Linked DNA regions of Mus musculus: all the other regions are linked to region 1. The links are chromatin contacts, called in public HiChIP or PLAC-seq and Micro-C maps. All regions are on one chromosome and are shown on one strand. Each heading gives the region's core, a stretch centred on a gene start, on an enhancer-like site or on the middle of the called end of the contact. The rest is flanking DNA. Distances are from core to core; before and after follow the strand shown. Region 1 overlaps Eps15l1 (epidermal growth factor receptor pathway substrate 15-like 1). Region 2 holds the start of Olfr374 (olfactory receptor 374). Region 3 has its middle 7.7 kb from the start of Med26.

The links. Hi-C and Micro-C count contacts between places; a contact is called where the count stands out from the background. HiChIP or PLAC-seq counts read pairs in DNA pulled down with a chosen protein or histone mark.
Region 2: a Micro-C map of embryonic stem cells shows a contact between it and region 1, with 2.2 times the contacts expected there. The contact joins the promoter of Olfr374 here to the enhancer-like site in region 1. A contact is called at or near these places in 4 of 39 promoter capture datasets (liver, neutrophils, pre-B cells and 1 more), 5 of 484 Hi-C or Micro-C datasets (embryonic stem cells and liver) and 3 of 9 other capture datasets (adipose tissue, embryonic stem cells and liver).
Region 3: an H3K27ac HiChIP or PLAC-seq map of embryonic stem cells shows a contact between it and region 1, with 7 read pairs. The contact joins two enhancer-like sites. A contact is called at or near these places in 2 of 39 promoter capture datasets (the C10 cell line and cranial neural crest), 3 of 115 datasets of contacts at active chromatin or transcription factors (embryonic stem cells and fetal liver) and 1 of 9 other capture datasets (adipose tissue).

What each region holds. Positions count from the first base shown.
Region 1 is chr8:72,352,644-72,356,223 of GRCm38.p6, reverse strand. All of the region lies in intron 22 of Eps15l1 (epidermal growth factor receptor pathway substrate 15-like 1), which reads left to right. Among named protein-coding and RNA genes, the nearest start is that of Klf2, 35 kb to the right of the region's middle. Within about 2 kb of position 1,818, at least 99 of the 459 cell types and tissues checked have an H3K27ac peak or open chromatin away from gene starts, as enhancers often do. A contact at or near this core is called in adipose tissue, embryonic stem cells and liver, where this site is marked.
Region 2 is chr8:72,105,273-72,108,852 of GRCm38.p6, reverse strand. It overlaps Olfr374 (olfactory receptor 374), which reads right to left and starts at 1,813. Exons shown (of 2, transcript NM_146338.2): 1 at 1,683-1,813.
Region 3 is chr8:72,554,221-72,557,800 of GRCm38.p6, reverse strand. No RefSeq gene overlaps it. Among named protein-coding and RNA genes, the nearest start is that of Med26, 7.7 kb to the right of the region's middle. Within about 2 kb of position 1,815, at least 12 of the 459 cell types and tissues checked have an H3K27ac peak or open chromatin away from gene starts, as enhancers often do. A contact at or near this core is called in embryonic stem cells, where this site is marked.

The DNA of each region.
Region 1 (3,580 bases), core at 569-3,068:
CACTCTACCCAGAAGCAGCAGCTGGAGAGAAAGGCACGGTTGTGTACACACTGCTGGGTGGTACGTACAGATGTGTGGTGGATGCATGTCAGCCCAGCATCCCATGCTGTTGATCTTATCTTAGTCTCTAACTATACAGGTACCACATGGTACCTGTGCACAGCTCAGGACCCTCCCCTGCCTCAGCTGACCTATTAATTAGCCCTGTTTGATGGGAAAGCATTTGGCTCTTTGCCCCAGCTCCCTGGTTCATGCATGGATTTGGAGCATAGCCGTGCACTTCCTCTGCCCCTGACCCATCCTTATCACACCACAGCCACTCACCCAGGTTCCCAGGGCAACAGTGCACATTGACCAGCTCCACCGCTACACTCGCTCAGAAGCCAAAGTGGAAACTTTATCTTATTTTATGGTGTTTGAGACAGGATCTCTATGGTGACTGGGAACTCAACCATCCTCCTGCCCCATTATACACTGTTTTTGGATGGTGGTTTTCTGCCTACCCAATTTCCATTGGGGAAAACCATATGACCAGTGTACAGCAATAAATACCTTTAGCTGGTCACACCCCATTGCTCAGTCCCTTGGGATGTCAGACAGATGTGGAACTCTGCAGTGGGCTGGTCCCAGCATGGCTAGGAGGAGATAGATGAGGTGAGGGTGCCTGCCCAAGGACCTCCAGGGATGGTCGGCCTTCTGATGGAGAAAGCATGCCACAGTGCTTCCCAAGACATGCTTTACCTGGCTCAGGAGTCAGGAGAGACAGTGGCTTCTCTGCAGTCCTGCTGCCCTGCATGTGAGAGAGCTCTTAGGCCACCACCTTCCTACCTGGGCTTTTCTAACCTGAAGGAGCTAGTGGGCTCTGGGCTACCTATCCAACTCTAAGGGGTTGTTCAGTCAGGCTGCTTTGGGGAATGTGAAGGCCCCAGGCAGATGTCCCTGGGCAGCCCTGAGTCCAAGATGTCAGTAAAGCACTTGGCATGGTGGTGTTGTGTGGGATCTGTATTGTATTATGTGTTCACCCCCCACAGCCACCTGTGTCACCTGGGCCTGACCCAGATGAGGTGACAATTCAGAAAAATGTCTTCTGTTGAAAAGTGTTGATGTTTAAGGTGTCAAATTTAAAGCCAGCCCTGGGTCCCCTGAGAATCATTACCCAGGATGAGTGTCAGTGTGGGCCTGGGGTTATACACTACTCTGCTGTTGTGTTCTATCTTGGAGTTCAGTCTCTGCTCTCACAGAGATCAGTTTGGTCTGTCGAATAGTCTCCCTAAGCATCTGGACAGTCACTGCTGCTGGTAGCAGCTGAGGTGGCTAGCAGCTTGATGCTAAGGGTATAGTTTTCTCCTTGAAGCTTCAGAGTGTGAGCCTTAGGCTGCTGGGATGTGCACAGAAATTGGATGTCTTGAAAGCTCTACATTCTCCTGCCTGGAGATCTTTTCTAGAAAGGTCCATCAATGTATTAAATAACCTGCAGGTGTCTGGGACTGAAGCAGTTGATTGCTTTCAGACACATGCAAAACAGCCCTGAAACACGCCAGTTGGAGTGAGCACACGCCTCCCTCAGGTAAACAGTGGTGTATTTTCTTCAACGGACGGAGATGGAGATCAGTCAGAACTCACCGCTGAAGTTTCTAGGTAAAAGTTGTTGATTTGCAAAGAGAGAAACAGATTTTTTTAAGCTCAGGAAACGGCTGTGTGGGCGTCAGTGATTGGGTTGCCTGAGATAGCGGGATCCTGGCGGGCCCCACCCTGCCACTTCCTGCCAGCGCTGCCCTGCGGCTCCCAGCAGAGCCTACCCGCTGCCCCAGTGACACCCACTCACCAGCCAGTCACCTTTAACCTCTCCCTAAGTTAATGATCATCTTTATAACTACTCATGACCTCTCCACCCCATCTGCAAGGCCAGATGTCCTACAGGAGGAAGATTTTGGCAGCTTTTTTTTTCCCTTTCCCACAGCACCACTGAGAGTGCTTGTGTTAGTGAGCAGCCCATTCCCAAGCTACATAAGAATGGTCTAGCCTGTGTATTGAATTCCTCCGCAAAAAGTCATTCTCCTCGAGCAGAAAAGTCCTCCCCCACCCACATGCTATCTATGCAGAATGGCCAAGGCTTTCTCACAGGGTCAGCAGGGTACAGGCACAGGGAATATTTAGGATTGTAAGCAGCCCAATCCTGTGAACTTTCAGCCTTTCTGTGAGATCCCAGGAAGAGGATGGAACCTGCGGGTCAGGGCCCTGGTGCTGCTGGCTGTCCTGTCTATGCCCAAGCCCCTTGTTACTTCGTATTGTCAAATGGCATCACTGTCTGAGCCTGTGGTTAGCACCTCTGCCCTGAATATAACTACTTTAATTCCGTTCCCACGATGGTGGCAAAGAGATAATGCGCTGGGTACACTGGAGAGTATAGAAAGGAATGTACTTGTTCCATTTCAGGAAGGTTCTGGTGTTCGCTAGCAGCCAGGATGGCCGGAAGGCATTGAAGCAGCCCCCAGCCCCCACACACTCAGGGCACTCACTGCTCTGCTGTTGCTATGGCACCCTGGAGGGTCTGTCCCAGGGCTCGGGATAACCAGTGGCTGCTGTAGATCTATGCTGGCTGAGGGAGGGAGGCACCCATATACTGTATGGGTTTGCCTTCCCAGGCGGTGGAGGAACCCATGCTAATCCAGCTGGTTTCAGCAGCCTGAGGCCGGCTGTTGTTGAGGGAAGATTTGGCAGAACAGTTTGAAAATAGAAATAGTGCCTACCTCAGCACACCCACCCTTTTGCACTCAGCAAGGTGGATCCAGTGGGTGTCCTGTGGCCTGATATTCATTAACGAGTAAATGCCTCACCAGAGGTGGGTCACAATCTGGACAGTGGAGGTTCTGGGGGACCTGCAGGATGTAAGCCCAGAAAGACTGGGCCTTCCTACCGGGCCTCTGTGGTAGTAAGTGGGTGGGAACAACTCCCAGGCCCTCACTTGGCTGAAGGTCCACTCTTTGATCACCTAAAGGACTCAGGCCAGGTCTCTAGGTATATAAATGATTGACACATCACCCCTGTAGTGAGCTCAGTATAGTAGCTCACGCTTGTGGTCAGTAGAGAGCCAAGTAGGAAACCCCTCCCCCAAGTCTACATGGTCCTGTCCAGGCCTGTGACCCTTTCCACCACGGGGCACACATTCCCACTGCAGACATCACAGTCTGTGGTGACTTTATAAATGTGCCAAAGTGTCTACCTGCCCATTGTAGAGGTACCGTTCTGTTTATGTTTGCACCCTGTAGGGAGGACAAAAGTGGGAGGTCCTGGCAGCCCCCGTGGCTGTGCATGGCAAGCACCTAGGACTCCCTCCACTGTCTGGCTTCTGTGTAGATACCATCTCCCTGTGCACCCACTTGAACAGAAGGATTGTGGCAAAGGTGCTACTGGAGAACAAGTGGGAGATCTGTCAATCTTTTGCACAATGAAGACTTACAGGTGCACGGCCTGGTGGTTCATGCCTGTGATCCCAGCACATGGGGGCTGCAGAGTGAAGCCTGTCTCAGAGCACAGTTCATGTCAGCCTTGCCCATGCCTATTTTCTTCTGCAGGCTAA
Region 2 (3,580 bases), core at 564-3,063, 250 kb after region 1:
ATTTTCCTCTGATCTCCATACTATCACACAGACACACAGACACACACAGAAAGAGAGAAGAAAGAGAGAGAGAGAGAGAGAGAGAGAGAGAGAGAGAGAGAGAGAGAGAGAGAGAGACTGAGAGAGACACACAAAGAGGGGGAATGAGGGAGAGGGGCACTCTGTACATAGATGTGGGCAGAATCACATCACACAAAAACAGGTTTCCCTTCACTGTCTTGCCCTTAGTTTGTATAATGAATACAATTTGTCATCCAGCCATTTTTGTTTTGTTTGTTATTTTGAGACAAGGTCTCTATGTAGCTCTAGCATTCCTGGAACTTGCTATGTAGACCAGGCCTTGAACTCATAGAAATCTTCTTCCTCTTGCCTCTGGGTTGCTGGGATTAAAGGTGTGTGCCAGTACTAAACCTAGCCAAGCTGGAGTTCTCTCTCTCTCTCTCTCTCTCTCTCTCTCTCTCTCTCTCTCTCTCTCTCTCTCTCACACACACACACACACACACACACACATTTCAGATCCTAACGCCATTCTTTGCTCAAGGCCACTGACCCAAGGTCCTTAACTCCTCTTAGGTGTCCTGATTCTTGCTGGGCTTGTTCAGGTCCCTACAGGTGACGTCAAGCCTATCTCCATGTTTGGCCTGATTCTGGGTCCCCTGGCTCAGCCTCAGCCCACTGAAGTCACATCTCTCAAGGCAGGGCACTGGGTGGACAGTGGCAGGACCGTAGCTGTTGAAGGGTCCTGACCATCCTGTCTGCCCCTTATCTCTCTCTCTCTTCTTCTTCTCCCTTCTCATTCTTTCTTCCTCTTCCTCTTCCCCTCCTCTTCCTCCTTTTTTCACTTTTAAATTATTATTATTATTATTTGCTGAATACAGGGACTCTGCTGGCATGTGCTTGCTTTTCTACTGTGCCACACCCTTAGCCTTTGCTTTTGGGAATGGAGTCTCACTCTATAGCCATCCTGCCTCAGCATCCTATATATTGGGATGACAGGCATGGATGTCCACACCCAGGCTTCCTCCTCCCGTTGCCTCTCAGCTTGTCCCTTCATTGGTGTCCTTGGTACCAGGATTAATCTCTATAGTGTGCCTGGTCAAGGCGAGAGGGAGCTGCCTCTGTGCTGTAGAAAATCTTGCACTGGCTCCCTGTGCGCCTGGCTCCGGGTGAGCTGCTGCTAATAGCTGGTAGCTAGTGTCCATGAGAAGCTCCTTACAAAGAGTGGGTGGAGGCCCCTGCATCACACTCAGCATTCCAGGTAAGGCTTTTATCTCCATTCATACACAAGGGGACTCAGGAAATTATCAATGGCCCCATACTTCACAATCTGTCTTGTTCCAAACCTCTTAATACCATACTATACAAGCTGAGCATGGTGGGCTCATCTGCCACGCCAACACTCAGAAAGCTGAAGCAGGAGGATGACAAGCTCCAGAATAGCCAGGGCTACATACGACCTTGTTTCAGAAGCAACCCTGACACGCAGGACCCAGATACTCACTACTTGGCAGAACTGCCCATTTTCTTGCATCTTTTTTTTTTTTTTTAAATAGACACAACTTAAGTGAGACCCAGAAAGGCAAAGCCACTTGTCCCAGGTCACACAGTAGGCTTGGCTATACCCTCCAGGCTCACTGCCTGGTGTGGCCCCCTTACTCCCCCCAACCCCCGACTTTACTCACCTATGGAAGGTTTGCTTCTGGCCTTGGGATGCTTGGTGGGAGGTAAGCCAGCTCTTCTTGGGAAAAGCTCCTGGACAGAGTGTGACGCGTGAGGCAGTTTTCTGTCCCTACAAAAGTCTGTGCAAGGCCTTGGCAGAGCACAGCTTACCCTCTGTCCTCATTGCCTGGCTTGTTCCCCAGGGTCTTGTTAGGATCAACTGGTTAATTGTTCTGTGTTCTGTCCCTATCAAGCCAGCTTCTTAGGGGCCAAGGGCACTGTACTTCCTGCCCAGGTTTTCCCTCCACACCTTTGGTGCCAGTGTCTCTAGGATTCTTTGGGGATCCCTTGAAAAGCATGGTTTGGTGGAATTCTCTTGACACTATTAGACCTGCTCAAACCCTGAGATAGCGTTGAGGCTTCCTACTGCTCCCTAAGGGAAATAGACCCTTCATATAGATTATTTATTAACTTTTTTGGGGTGAAGGACACAAAGGCTGTAGCAGATATGATTTCTGTTTTGTCCATATGTGTTCAGGTATGCAGCATTTTCATATCATTCAGTGACGCAGGAATGGAGCCCCACGAGGAAAGGCTACACTAGTCCTCTTAGTCTGACCCCATTCTTTTGAAAGCTGCTTCCCTGACTCACTTCTAAAGCAGCAGCAGTTGGCTCTTTTCCTTCCTTGAGGGGTGCACCCCAACCTCATGTGGGGTCCCGTTCCCACCTGAGGACCTAGCTTTGTCTATAACCACTGTCAGCCTCCCTTTCCCTTCTAAGCCACGCTTTCTGAGGTCCCAGTTTTCTGGCTGGAGTCCCTCCATATCTCCCGCAAGCTTGCCAAGCTCTCTGTTCATCGCAAGCCCCTTCTCCAGGACCCATTTTCCTGGTTCTGGGCCCTCTGTCAACCTGACCTGTGGGCGTTTGCTGTGGCTCCTTGAGCTCACCCCTGCAGTTTCTCACGAAGTCTTGGGGCTGAGCTTTCTCTGCTGTCTTAGCACTGCTGTCAGGGACTGGGGGTCTGGAGCTGGCAGGAGAGGGGCTGTTGCTGAAGTGGACAGGCCACTGCTCTCATGTTTTCCCGGTGGAACACAGGAGCTTTCGGCTGGATGTGCTGTCACTTGAACACTGTGTGTCCTACTCAAAACCACAGTGGACCTTAACCCAATATGAACTGGTGAGGATACCCCAAGAATGCCTAGCATACAAGAGGTGCTGGGTTCCAGCTCCAGTGTCAGAGAGGGGAGGGAGAGGGGCTGGGGAAGGGAGGAGAGAGGGATAAATTGGAGAGACAGCTCAGTGGGTAAGAATTTTCTGCTCTTGCAGAGGGTCTGAATTCAGTTCCCAGCTCTGGTGGTTCACAACTGCCTATAAACCCTTGTTCTTGCTCTGCACTTGGAGAGCACTGCATACACTTGCACAAGCCCCAACCCCACAGACAAACACACAGACACAGATGTGAAAATAAAACAACTCTTTGTTTTTTTGCTTTTCGAGGCAGAGTTTTCTGTTTAGCTGTGGATCTGCCTGCCTCTGCCTCCAGAGTGCAGCACAAGTCTTTTTTAAAGACTTTGTGCATTAGAGCAGCTAGACATGGCAGTGCACTGAGATCTGGAGGCCTGCCTGTCCCCACTGTGTGGAGACACCAACAGTTGAAGAGAATCTAGAGCATGCTAGGGGCCTGACTTTTCAGCACTCTCATGAATTTTAATTTTGTCGCATGCTTTGATGTTGTGAAACACTGAATTGCTTGGCTTTAAACCTTTCCCTCTGGGTGTCCAGAGTTTTGGACCTTCAGGTATCACCCCTGGGTCTGAGCCTCAGCTCTCAGCTGCGAGGCTTGGAGGGGGCACAGCGCCTCTTAGCGGCCTCAGGGAGAAGCACAGCACAGAGCACTGCTGCTTCAACCTTGGAAGGCAC
Region 3 (3,580 bases), core at 566-3,065, 200 kb before region 1:
AAAACCCAGAGAACCACCCCACCCCCGACTCCACAGGCAGAAGTCTTAGTGCTAGCCTTCAAAGTGTACCATGGGAGAGATGAGAAAGCCTGAAAACAGCAGGTGTGGAGGCACATACCTTCAATCTCAGCACTTGGGAAGCAGAGGCAGGTGAATCTCTGAGTTCGAGGCCAGCCTGATCTACAGAGTGAGTTCCAGAACAGCCTGGTCTACAAAGTGAGTTCCAGGACAGCCAGGGCTACACAGAGAAACCCTGTCTTGAAAAAAAAAATTGAAATTTTCTTTTGTCAATGCATTTAATAAAAATCTCTTTACCTTAGCCTCAGATAGACTCCTCAGACAAAGGCAAAAAAGCAGCCACATTCTTCACCAAAACGCCACAAAAACAGTTTCTAAACCACATACTGAAATTCTTCTTCACTGAAACCTATTGGGCCAGGTCAGCACAGTTCAAGTCACTCTCAGCAACAAAGTCTTCCATATTCCTACTAGGATGGCCCATTAAGCCTCACTTAAAGCATTCCACTGCAAAATAAATAAGTAAATAAATAATAAAAAGCATTCCACTGTTTTCCAAATCTAAGTCCCCAAATCCACATTCCTCCAAATAAAAACATAGTCATGCCTATCACAACAATATCCCACTTTTTTTAAAAATTAATTAATTTATCATATGTAAGTACACTGTAGCTGACTTCAGACACACCAGAAGAGGGCATCAGATCTTATTATGGGTGGTTGTGAGCCACCATGTGGTCGCTAGAATTTGAACTCAGGACCTTCAGAAGAGCAGTTGGTACTCTTAACCACTGAGCCATCTCACCAGCCCCAATATCCCACTTCTAATACCAACTTCTGTCTTAGGGTTTTACTGCCATGAACACATACTAAGACTAAGGAAACTTTTTTTTTTTGGGTCGAGACAGGGTTTCTCTGTGTAGCCCTAGCTGTCCTGGAACTCACTTTGTAGACCAGGCTGGCCTCGAACTCAGAAATCCGCCTGCCTCTGCCTCCCGAGTGCTGGGATTAAAGGCGTGCGCCACCACGCCCGGCTACTCTAAGTTTCTTACTACCTGCCCATTTAAGCATTTATTTTACCTATATGGGTATACTAGTTGTCTTCAGACACACCAAAAGAGGGCATCGGATTCCATTACAGATGTTAAGAGCCACCATGTGGTTTCTTAGAATTGAACTCAGGACCTCTGGAAGAGCAGTAAGTGCTTTTAATCGCTATCTCTCCAGCCCCCAAGGAAACTCCTTTTAACTGGGGCTGGCTTATGGGTTCAGAGGTTCAGTCCATTATCATCACGGTGGGAGCATGGTAGCATTCATGCAGGCATGGTGCAGGAGGAACTAAAAGTACTATATCTTCATCTGAAGGATGCTAGGAGAAGACTTGCTTCTAGACAGATAGGACAAGATTCCTATGCCCATACCCACAGTGACACACTTTCTTCAACAAGGCCACACCTCCTAATATTGCCACATATTCAAATATGGGCCATAGCATATTCAAATCACCACAGAAAAGGTGCCTGTTAAAACCAAATAACGGGAAAGAAGAGACCAAGACAAATTTTTCTGATCAAGGCCCAATGTTTACTAAGAGTCTGTGCTTATAAAGGGGGAAAGCCCAGCCCCTGCCATGCTGGCAATAAGGCATCAAGAGCAATTAGTCTGACAGCACTTGTTGGCAGTAAGTTGTCAGTAGCCAGGTTGTCAGTTACCTCAGGAATTTCTCAGGAAGGCAGGTTCAGACTCTCAGCAGGTAGCGTCTTGGAGAACAGCGCAGGTGATAGAACAATAGACCCATCTAGGTCGGAAGACTCCACCCTAGGTGGTCTCCTTAAAGTCTCCTTAAAGAACAGGTCTGAGTCAGCCTGCTCAAGGCTGGGGGAGGCTACACACACAAGCTGTTGTCTGGCTTTAAGAAAAATTCTCGTTTCCATGCAAACAACTTAAAAACCATTAGAGAGAAATTGATGAGCTTAGATCTACCAACAGTGGAGAAGAGTGACCTCTGCCTCCTCCACAGGGAGGAATGATGTTTCTATGTCAGCCAGTTAGCTATAGTAAAGAACTGACAACTCCTGACAGATGTTCAAAAATGTAAACAACAGTTCAGTGCCTCTCTGGCTGATGGATCACTGATGGTCCTGTATGGAGTTGGACACTACTCTCCCTAACCCTGCTTCTCCACCAAACTACAGGGACCAGAGACCTACAACCCCTGAACATGCCCTGATGGTGAAGATCATGCTTGCCCCATGGACTTCAACACCCTCACACAGCAGGAAGTAGTTTAATGATAATGTTGTTTTCTTTCCTGACTCCTGATTAGTTATCAATACTAAACATAAAAGGGAAGAAAGCAGGGAAAAGGGCCAAAGGAGGGACAGCCAGCCACTGGCTTGAGCCTGGCTCTTGAGACCAGGCAATCCCCTTCCGTAGGATTCAGCATTAACAGCAGAACGATGCTCAGGACAGCTCTGGACTTTTCCACCTTTCCATGCTCACTGTGCATGGTCCTAAAACCTATAAGAGCCTTTCCTTCACGCAGCCCTCTGCTGTAGCTGTTCTCACTGAGACAGCCGCCATTCTGTGTCTCTCTCCAATAAATCTCATGTGAAGTTTGATGTGTGGTGTCACTTTGTGGTATTCATTGGCTCCCAACTGCCAAGATGCCCTTGTGTCAGAAAACCCTTTTTAAAATTTATTATTCTATGTATATGAGTACACTGTAGCTGTATAGATGGTTGTGAGCCTTCATGTGGTTGCTGGGAATTGAACTCAAGACCTCTCCTCGCTCCTGCCCAGCTCGTTCCAGCCAATCCATTTTTATTTACTATTCTATGTAAGTACACTGTAGCTGTCTTAAAACACACCAGAAGAGGGCGTCAGATCTCATTACGGATGGTTGTAAGCCATAATGTGGTTGCTGGGATTTGAACTCAGGACCTTCGGAAGATCAGTCAGTTCTCTTAACTGATCTCTTAACATCTCTCTAGCCCCAGAAAACCCCTAAGCTCTGAGGGAACCCTTCCCTTTTTCCCAGGGTGGAGCAGGTTTCTCCTTAATGACGTTTATTTCTCATTGTAGGCCAGCCTAGGCGGTGAGACCATCCTTCAAAAAATGCCCCACAGAGTAAATGGCCAGGCATGTACACACCTTGAGTTCCAGACTTTGTGAGACTGGAGAACAGGATCAACTATAGTTGGGGCCTCTGTGCTGCCTTGAATGAGAAATGCCCCCATAGACTCAGGCATGTAACACTTGGTCCCTAGTTGGTGGAGATGTTTGGGAATGTTTAGAGGGTGTGGCCTCATTGGAGGAAGTAGCATCTGAGACAAAAACTCTTCCTTCCAGAAGTCACTTTTAGTCTTGGTGGAATTTTTTTGTTTTTTTTTTTTTGTTGTTTTTGTTTTGTTTTGGGTTTTTTTGTTGTTGTTGTTGTTTGGTCTAGTCTATTGAGACAGGGTTTCTCCATGTAGTCTTAGTTGTGATGGCTATTCTTGGTTGTCAACATGACATCAGAAATGGAAGGCACACCTATGAAAGATATTCTGCTTGGTTTAAA